Regions from separate parts of the Sus scrofa genome. Here region 1 is linked to region 2. A link is a contact called in public Hi-C data. All regions are on one chromosome and are shown on one strand. The core of a region is the stretch at or near the end of the contact, and the rest is flanking DNA. Distances in the headings are between cores, read along the strand shown.

The links. Hi-C and Micro-C count contacts between places; a contact is called where the count stands out from the background.
Region 1: a Hi-C map of skeletal muscle shows a contact between it and region 2, with 7 times the contacts expected there. The contact joins two enhancer-like sites. A contact is called at or near these places in 2 of 5 promoter capture datasets (fetal liver and liver), 33 of 47 Hi-C or Micro-C datasets (adipocytes, adipose tissue, alveolar macrophages and 18 more) and 2 of 2 datasets of contacts at active chromatin or transcription factors (alveolar macrophages and skeletal muscle).

What each region holds. Positions count from the first base shown.
Region 1 is chr15:64,993,580-64,997,936 of Sscrofa11.1, reverse strand. No RefSeq gene overlaps it. Among named protein-coding and RNA genes, the nearest start is that of UPP2, 93 kb to the left of the region's middle. Within about 2 kb of position 1,781, at least 8 of the 83 cell types and tissues checked have an H3K27ac peak or open chromatin away from gene starts, as enhancers often do. A contact at or near this core is called in skeletal muscle, where this site is marked.
Region 2 is chr15:64,795,060-64,799,157 of Sscrofa11.1, reverse strand. ACVR1 (activin receptor type-1) reads left to right here. Exons shown (of 11, transcript XM_001927798.7): 4 at 4,045-4,098. Among named protein-coding and RNA genes, the nearest start is that of ACVR1, 95 kb to the left of the region's middle. Within about 2 kb of position 2,642, at least 3 of the 83 cell types and tissues checked have an H3K27ac peak or open chromatin away from gene starts, as enhancers often do. A contact at or near this core is called in skeletal muscle, where this site is marked.

The DNA.
Region 1 (4,357 bases), core at 532-3,031, 200 kb before region 2:
TGAAGATGTGGGCCTGGAAGTGGCAAAGAGCCAGTTAAGAAGCAGAGGAGAGGAGTTCCTGTTGTGGCTCAGCGGGTTAAGGACCGGACGTTGTCTGTGCAACGACACGTGTTCAATTCCTGTTCTCGCTCAGTGGGTTAAGGATCTGGCGCTGCCATCACATACTGTGTAAGTCACAGTTGCAGTTCAGATCTGGTGTTGCCATGGTTGTGGCGTAGGCCGGCGGCTGTAGCTCCGATTTGGCCCCTAGCCTGGGAACTTCCATATGCTGCACATGCAGCCCTTAAAAAAAAAAAAAAAAAAAAAAAGGCAAACAGGATGAAAAAAGAGTCCTGCTTCCACTCTCCCTGAGCTGATCACTTGTTCTGTCCTGCTGGCTGCTGGATTCCCTCCAGCTGAAACACAGCCATGTAAATCCAGTGTGCTCCCAGGGCAGGGGCCTGACACTGCAAAGCTATGTTAAGAGGTCAGGCTACAGAGATGGGTAAGCCAGTCTCCCAGGTCTAGTGAAGCAGAGAAGTGCAAGGTCAAATGCTTTCTCAGGTTCATTAGGGGCCTCACCACACTCGCTCTCAGCTTTTAGCACAACTCCCACTTCACTCAACATTAATTCAACCTGCATTTACTGAATCCCTGCCACGTATTCCCCTTTCCAATCTGTGGCCTTTTAAACTGAATTGATGCCTGCTCTTCTGTCTTTCCTGCTTAACTTCATCTCACCTACTGGGAAAATTAAGAGAGGATCCCACTTATGCCCAGAACTGTGAAAATGCAACGTATCTTTAGTGGAAAGTTTACAGATAACCACCAGATGGGGCTGCTATGCAATGAAAGTAAACTTTTGTGGGGGCATGAGGAGTGGCTACAATATACTCCAACATCCAGAACAGCATTATTTATATCTTTCTTCATTGAAAACTAGGAAAAAAATGTTTTATGGATGTCTATGCTTCTAAATTTTTATAAAATCAAATCACTGCTTATAACAAATTTAGAAAATACTCCTCTTAGAAAGGGAATGTACATATATGTATGACTAGGTCACTTTTCTGTACAGCAGAAATTGGCACAACATTGCGAGTCAACTACACTTTAATAAAAAAAATTTAAAGAAAATACTCCTCTTAAAAAACAAGTGATCTTTTTAGAGAAAAATATATGTGCTTATTATTAGATGTTTTCCCCTCGGAGGAGATCCTGCCCACATCAAGTTTGCTTGCTTGTCTTTCTTCCTGATCCTTTCTCTTCATTCCTCTGTCTCTTTCAGTGAAAGGCCATAATATGAAAGGGAAATGCATTTATTTATTTATTTTATTACAGTCTTCTATGTGCTCTGTAATCAATTTCAAAAATAAATGAATGGCGTTTGACATTTTCTATCAACAGGCTCTTCTATCCTGATCTCTTCCATCTCAATCTAAATTAATCACTTTGACCTCACTACTTTTTCCTTCAGGTTTAGTTTGAAGATCTAGACAATTCTTGATTAATAACACTCACATGAGGTTGCCCCTGTCTCAGAAAATCCGAGAGACAAAAGGAGGGAGAGTGCCAAGTATGCCTTTGCTATCTCAGGAACACCCTGCTTAATGGGGCAAAGTAACCACAGGGGGTGGGGTTGGGGGGCAGCTGGAGCGTGACAATTGACCCCTGGGATGCAGAGGCAGGGAGTCTGCAGAGTCTGCGGACAGCAGCAGGGAAAGCTGCAGAGGGGAGGCGTCCCTCCTCTTTCTGCAGCACGATGCAGCCTGTGTCCCACTAATGCAAAACCAAGAGCGTCCTGGTGAGAAATGGAAAACCTAAAAATAGACCTGCAGAAAGGACTTTGACCTTGGCTTGAAAGTCAGCCCAGTGCTATGACAAGAAGGACTTTTTCCATGAAGATTATGTTTTTAAAATTCATATTTCATCTGCGTGCAGACTCTCGGTAAAACCACACTCAGAAAATGTGCATGTTGGCTGTCTTTCAGCTGTAAAGTCATTATATTTGGCTCTGGTTCTTTTGGACATTAGATGTCTGTGTAAGCGTTTCTTTTTGAAATTTCTCATGTAAGAAGTTAGTGGTTATAAACTGGATTAATAGTGACATTTAAGCATATCTCTATTACTGTATGTATCCAGTACTTAATGATTTCTGGAAAGAATTCAAGGACAAAGCAGGAAAATGTTGCATTCAAGTAATATAGAATGTACATGCTTTAGAATTAACTACAAAGAATTAGTAATTTCTCTTGAAGATATCTATCCACAGTACCAAAAGAATATATATATTTTAAGCTTCAGTAATTAAATCCCAAATTAAAGGATACTGTCCTATAATTTCTTGTGTATGTTAGTTATATTTGAAATGTTTGCTATCAAAGAACTTCAGGGGACCTTTATATGTACTCCATATATATGTTAAGAGTAACTTTGTGTGTGTATGTTTTGTTTTGTTTTTTTTAAGGCTATTAAATGGCAAAAACACTTTTATATACTTAGGTAACTTCCTAAGGAACAGCTGCCACCAATTAAACAACATACTTTTTAAAGACTCTTGGGGGTTCAATATACCGTCAGTGGACTGAAAAATCTGGAAAAATGGACTTCATTAGCTACTACAAAATTATTGAAAAGATGGTTGAAATGGCGTTTAATACCTGCGAAGACAGGAATAATCAGTGGTTTAAAGTTTCACCATAAAGATTGGTAAATAACCCTGATTACAGGTCTTATTCAAACAGAAAATAATGGATATGTGATGAAAGGAGAATAATGATCCGAATTGCTCTTAATCTTGGAATCATGCCTATTGATTGGCCTAGAAATAATGGGACTAATCATATGGTAAGAAAGCCAAGTGCTTGAGAAAGTCATTAACTTTGGGGAAACAAGATACCCACTAACTTCATTGTACTAGTACAGTATTTTATTGAGTAAAGCCTTCAAACATCTGTGTATTTAGGAAAAATTCCAGTGCTAACCCACGTCAAATAGCATTCCTTTCCACTTCTCCGGAACTGGTAAAAGCTATTTAGGTACTCTTTATAATTCATCAAACATTGACTGAACACCTACTGTATGCCTGGAATACCACAGAATCAAATAAGTAATTTAGCATTTTGAAAGATAATTACTAATCTCACATTGGCTTATTTCTAATAAGCTAAAGAAGTAACGATCTTCTCAAAATAGTCAATTTACCCTTTAGACTGGCATTCCTGAAACACTCTGGCAAAGTTTCATGAATAGACATATGTACAGTTGTCCTCTCATCTCAGCTTTTGCTTTCTGTGGCTTCCGTTACTCAGTCAACCACGGTCTCAAAATAATAGGCGGAAAGTTCCAGAAATAAACAATTTGTAAGTTTTAAATTGCAAGCCATTTTGAGGAGCATGATGAAATCTCGCGAGGGTCTGAATAGCGTGATTACGTCTCTCTGGGTGCCCTGCCCAGGACTTGAATCTTCCCTTTAATCTGCGCATCACCTGTAAGTCCCAGAGTAGCCCTCTCTGGTTATCAGATCCACTGTGTTTGTGGTATTTCAGTGTTTGTGTTCAAGTAACCCTTATTTTACTTACTAATGACTCCAAGGTGCAAGAATAATGGTGCTGGCAATTAAGATACGCCCAAAGGAAGCTGGGAAGCTGTAAAGGGCTTCCTTTAAGTGGAAAGGTGAAAGTTCTCAATAAGGTTAGGGAAACTATGCTGAGCTAAGACCTGTGGTAAGAAATTGTGAAGAAGGAAAAAGAAATTTGTGCTGTTTTTGCTGTCGTACCTCAGACTGCAAAATTATGGCCACAGTGAGTGATAAAGTGCTTAGTTAAGTTGAAAATGGCATTAAATTTGTGAAAGACATTTTGAGAGAGAGACTACATTCACTTAACTTTTATTATAGGAAATTGTTATAATAATTCTATCCTATCATTGTTTATTGTTGTTAATCTCTTACTGTGTCTAATTTACAAATTAAACTTTATCATAGGTATGTATGTATATGAAAAATCATAGCTTATATAAGGCCTGGTACTATCCAGGGTTTCAGGTATCCACTGGGGGTTTTGGAACGTACCTCCTGCAAATAAGGGGGACTACATCATATTAAAGAGACACAAAGTCTTTTTTAAAAAAAAATCATAATTTCTCATCTCTAGGGAAAGCCTCAGAGGATTTTGAATTCGAAATATTCTTACTTCCCATTAACTTTTCTTGAGGACTCCTGTAGCCAATTACTACTTAAATTTACAGCCTCTTTAACCCATTTTTGAGAACTTTCATGTCTTTTTAGATCCTGGTCTTGACAATGTATCACTGTTATTTTCATTTAAACAGTAATATATAAACAGCTGATTCATAGAAAGAGAAGTATGTGGGGAAA
Region 2 (4,098 bases), core at 1,393-3,892:
GGAGATTAGAGGTCCACAGACCCTTGCCTGCGGCCCTAAAAAGGCTTTGTGATAATTCTCACACCTCCCTGCCCCACAGGCCCACCCCAAATAAGATATCACAGGCCCACACATGTTATGGTTATTCCTAAATTCTATCAAGACTAAAACAGTGAGTCATAGGAATTTTGAGGCCTGCCGTGTTCCTCAGAATTACGGATATTAAGATCTGAAAAATGCAACTACCTTGCTTTTAACCTTCTTTCTTGAATTAGTAATCCTAGCTCAGAAAATCCTTTTGGCATCTCTTCAACTAATCTGCTCTGTCAGATGAAATTGCCAAAGTGGCATTTAACTCAGGTGTGTGTGTACGTGCAGACGTGTGCATGGGTGCAGAGGGTCATTCTGACTCGCTTGTGAATTTAGGGTCTTCATTTTCATTTGGCTATATTTTTAAAAAATCGATTCATGAAGGGCTCTGCTAATTAGTTATATGGGAATATACAATGTAAGAAGATCAGGAATTCCCATCATGGCTCAGCGGTTAATGAACCCGACTAGCATCCATGAAGACTTGGGTTTGATCCCTGGCCTCACTCTGGGTTAAGATCCCCCATTGCTGTGGCTGTGGCTCAGGCCGGCAGCTACAGCTTCAATTGAACCCCTAGCCTGGGAACCTCCATGTGCCATGGGTTTGGCCCTAAAAAGACCAGAAAAAAGAAAAGATTAAATGTTGGTGAAGAGTAAAATAGCAAGCGAAGTTGGTGAAGGTTTGGTACTTTTCCATCTGCTAACTGCTGAACTGAACCCATGGTCCTTCCATATCAGAGATGCATGAATTAATTACTGCATAAAATTCAGAGCTGTCTTTTTTTCCTTTTTCGTGATTGTGGCAGAAATGATATGAAAACCCTGGGTTTTGACTCAGTCTATGACACCCATTAGATCTTAAAATCTAATTAAGATCTATACCCCATTGTGGTGGATGGACTGCAGAGTTAGGCATAATGAGTTGAATCTTACAGAAGATGATATTTACTTGAGGCTGCTCCATTTTGGCAAAATTCTGTGCGTTACAGCTTAAACATCTGTCAGACCAGCCCCACATCCTCTCAAAACCTAGAGACCTTGGAAAGGCAGGATGCATCTTGCACCTGTGGGCCTAGAGTTTCGTTTGGGCTGAAACTTTAAAAGCAGAGTTCACTCTGAGGGCACGTGAAAGAAATTATTTTTGTTATTTCAGTTTTTAAAATGACCTTTGGTCTTTTCTAGGGTCACACCTGTGGCATATGGAGGTTCCCAGGCTAGGGGTCTAATCGGAGCTGTAGCCGCTGGCCCACACCAGAGCCATAGCAACACGGGATCTGAGCTGTGTCTGCGACCTACACTACAGCTCATGGCAATGCCAGATCCTTAACCCACTGAGCAAGGGCAGGGATCGAACCCGTAACCTCATGGTTCCTAGTCGGATTTGGTTACCACTGAGCCACAACCGGAACTCTTTTTTTTTTTTTTTTTTAAATTAAAACCGCAAAGTGTCATTAATTCTTTGGTACCCTGGACGATCCATTTCAGTGATGACTGAAACCCCCATGGTCTGGATTTGTTTGTTGTTGTTCCTGGTGGGCTGTCGATGCAGCTGAATGATTCATACTCCTCAATTCATTATTGGTCCAAGACCAGCTTCTCTGCTGTATTACTTTCACTTTATCATTCATTCCAACACTAAACATCCTCCCCAACCCAGCATCAAAAGATAAAACCTCTTTAAAGTGTTAAGTGTGTATTTTTCAGTATCATTGACCTTGAAAAATAATTGAGGGTTTTACAATACATGTTAGTATATCAGATTTACATAAATTGCATTATTTCATAGTTTTTTAAACATAGCTTTTTAAATTCTCTGCTGGAATTACAAACAAATCAATATGACACCATTAACCCTCCCTTTCACCCCCCTGCTGTCCATTTCCCTCCAAAGAACCATCACCTGTTGGGCAGCATAGTTGGCAACCCTTATCCCAGCCTTGTGCCATTTGAGAGTGGCAAGCATGTCTAGACTCCCTAGAAATATTATCTTTCAACTTGCTTTTGGCAAGGGTAAACTTTTCACTGGATTGTGTCAACAGATATATATCCTCATAGAAATATATATCCTCATAGAAATAGATTGGTGCTGGAATTTCTCTAGGCAGGGAAAATAAAGACTATTTCCTGGCTCATTAAAATTTTTGCTTATTAAAAATGTCTGAGGGCGCTTGATTCTCAGGGGTGAGGCTGGTGACATACATATACTGTCAGCGGCTATTTTGGATTTTCTGCTTTCAGGCATGTCTTTGCTCTTGGATGAACCCCTTGTGGTTTTCAAAAGACCTAGCAAATCAATTATAAATAGAAGGCTTGTGTCTCTGTGTCTGCATGCACTTACTCTGTGGGACGAGGCACCCACATTACAGTGGGCAGTGAATTATTTTTTACTTCTTTGAAGAGGGAAGAAGAACGATGAAGCATGCTTTTCTTCTTTTTGAGATAACCCACACCTCTACACACACCCACACAAATCTGTGTAAATGAACTTGACATTTTCAAAGACCGTACCTTAAGGTCTTCCCTTGAAAGCACAGCCATATGACCTGTTATTTTAAGAAAGAAGCGGTTATCTCACAGACCTGCTGCAAAGGGTTCAAGGATTAGAAGGCAGCCTGTCTGTGCTGTAGCCCTTTGGAGGGAGGTTTGAAAGCTGACTTTCCTTATATGAACTGTGCTTTGATGAAAGTGCCTCATCTAACTAATCAGTGGTCTCTAGGACATGGGTGTTTACATTGTGGCTTCACTCTGCTTTCCCACTAGTGGAAACTGTTGGGACCGGCAAGTCTGAACTAATTATTCTGACAAGGGAGGGGAAAAGACAGGGTGATTTGAGAGATGAAACTGCAAATGGGTATTTTCAGAAAGAGACAGCTAGGAGGTCTGATTTGTTGTGCTTCACTGATGATCCATTAGCACCTTGGGCCCACCTGCGTGGGCTGTTCCTTTGGTCCCCCTTATTACCTTACTGCTCAGGCATTGTTTTGGGGCCTTCGTCCTCGATAATTGGTGCCAATTTTTTCCCCTGCCAGTTGACAATGTTTAAGCAGTGATAAATTCCCTAGTAATTAATGTAAGAACTTATATTATTAATGTAAAAACAATGTTCTTTTGAAAAATTAATCTAGGAGTTCCTGTCGTGGCTCAGTGGCAACGAGTCTGATTAGTATCCCTGAGGACACAGGTTCGATCCCTGGCCTCTCTCAGTGGGTCAAGGATCATGGCATTGCCATGAGCCGTGGTATAGGTTGCAGATGTGGCTTGGATCCGGTGTTGCTGTGGCTGTACTGTAGGCCAGCAGCCATAGCTCCGATTCCACCCCTGCCCTGGGAACCTCCATAAGCTGCGAGCATAGCCCTAGAAAGACACCCCCCCCCAAAAAAAAGTTAATCTAGACATCTGGCTGAAAATATGGATAATATGGATTTGTAATTATGGACTATGCCTCCTTGTAAACTCTTACTATACTGGTGACAGTTGAGGGCAGGAGTATCAGCAACCCTTGTATTGGTAGTTGATGGAGCTTTGTATGGAGCCAGCAGGAGCTGGTATTAACAGATGGTATTAATTGAGGAGCCTTTTTTTAAAAACATGAATTAAAGGTGGTGAGTGTTATGTTCTGGTAAAACATTTTATTTTGATCCAAGAATTGGGATATGAAATCCTATCAGACCAAAGACGACATGAAAACCACAGTAGGAGAAGTTCATTTTCAGAAGCCTTTGGACAAATGATAACCACTTTGGGGGCTACTAGGCTCTAAAACAGCACCCAGCTTATATAAGCATATTCATATTTTGAGAGGTGATTATTATTTGGTGGTTAGTCAGGTGATGCCTGGTGATGCCTCACTGGACTTTCTCTTTGGTTAATGTGTTTGTAATGGTCTTGGAGAAGCAGTGGGGGTGAATAAAGCCCGTGCAGTGATTTTTGTTTGTTTGCTTGTTTGTTTGTTTCCCTTCCTCTCTCTCCTTGCAGATGAGAAGCCCAAGGTAAACCCCAAACTGTACATGTGTGTGTGTGAAGGCCTCT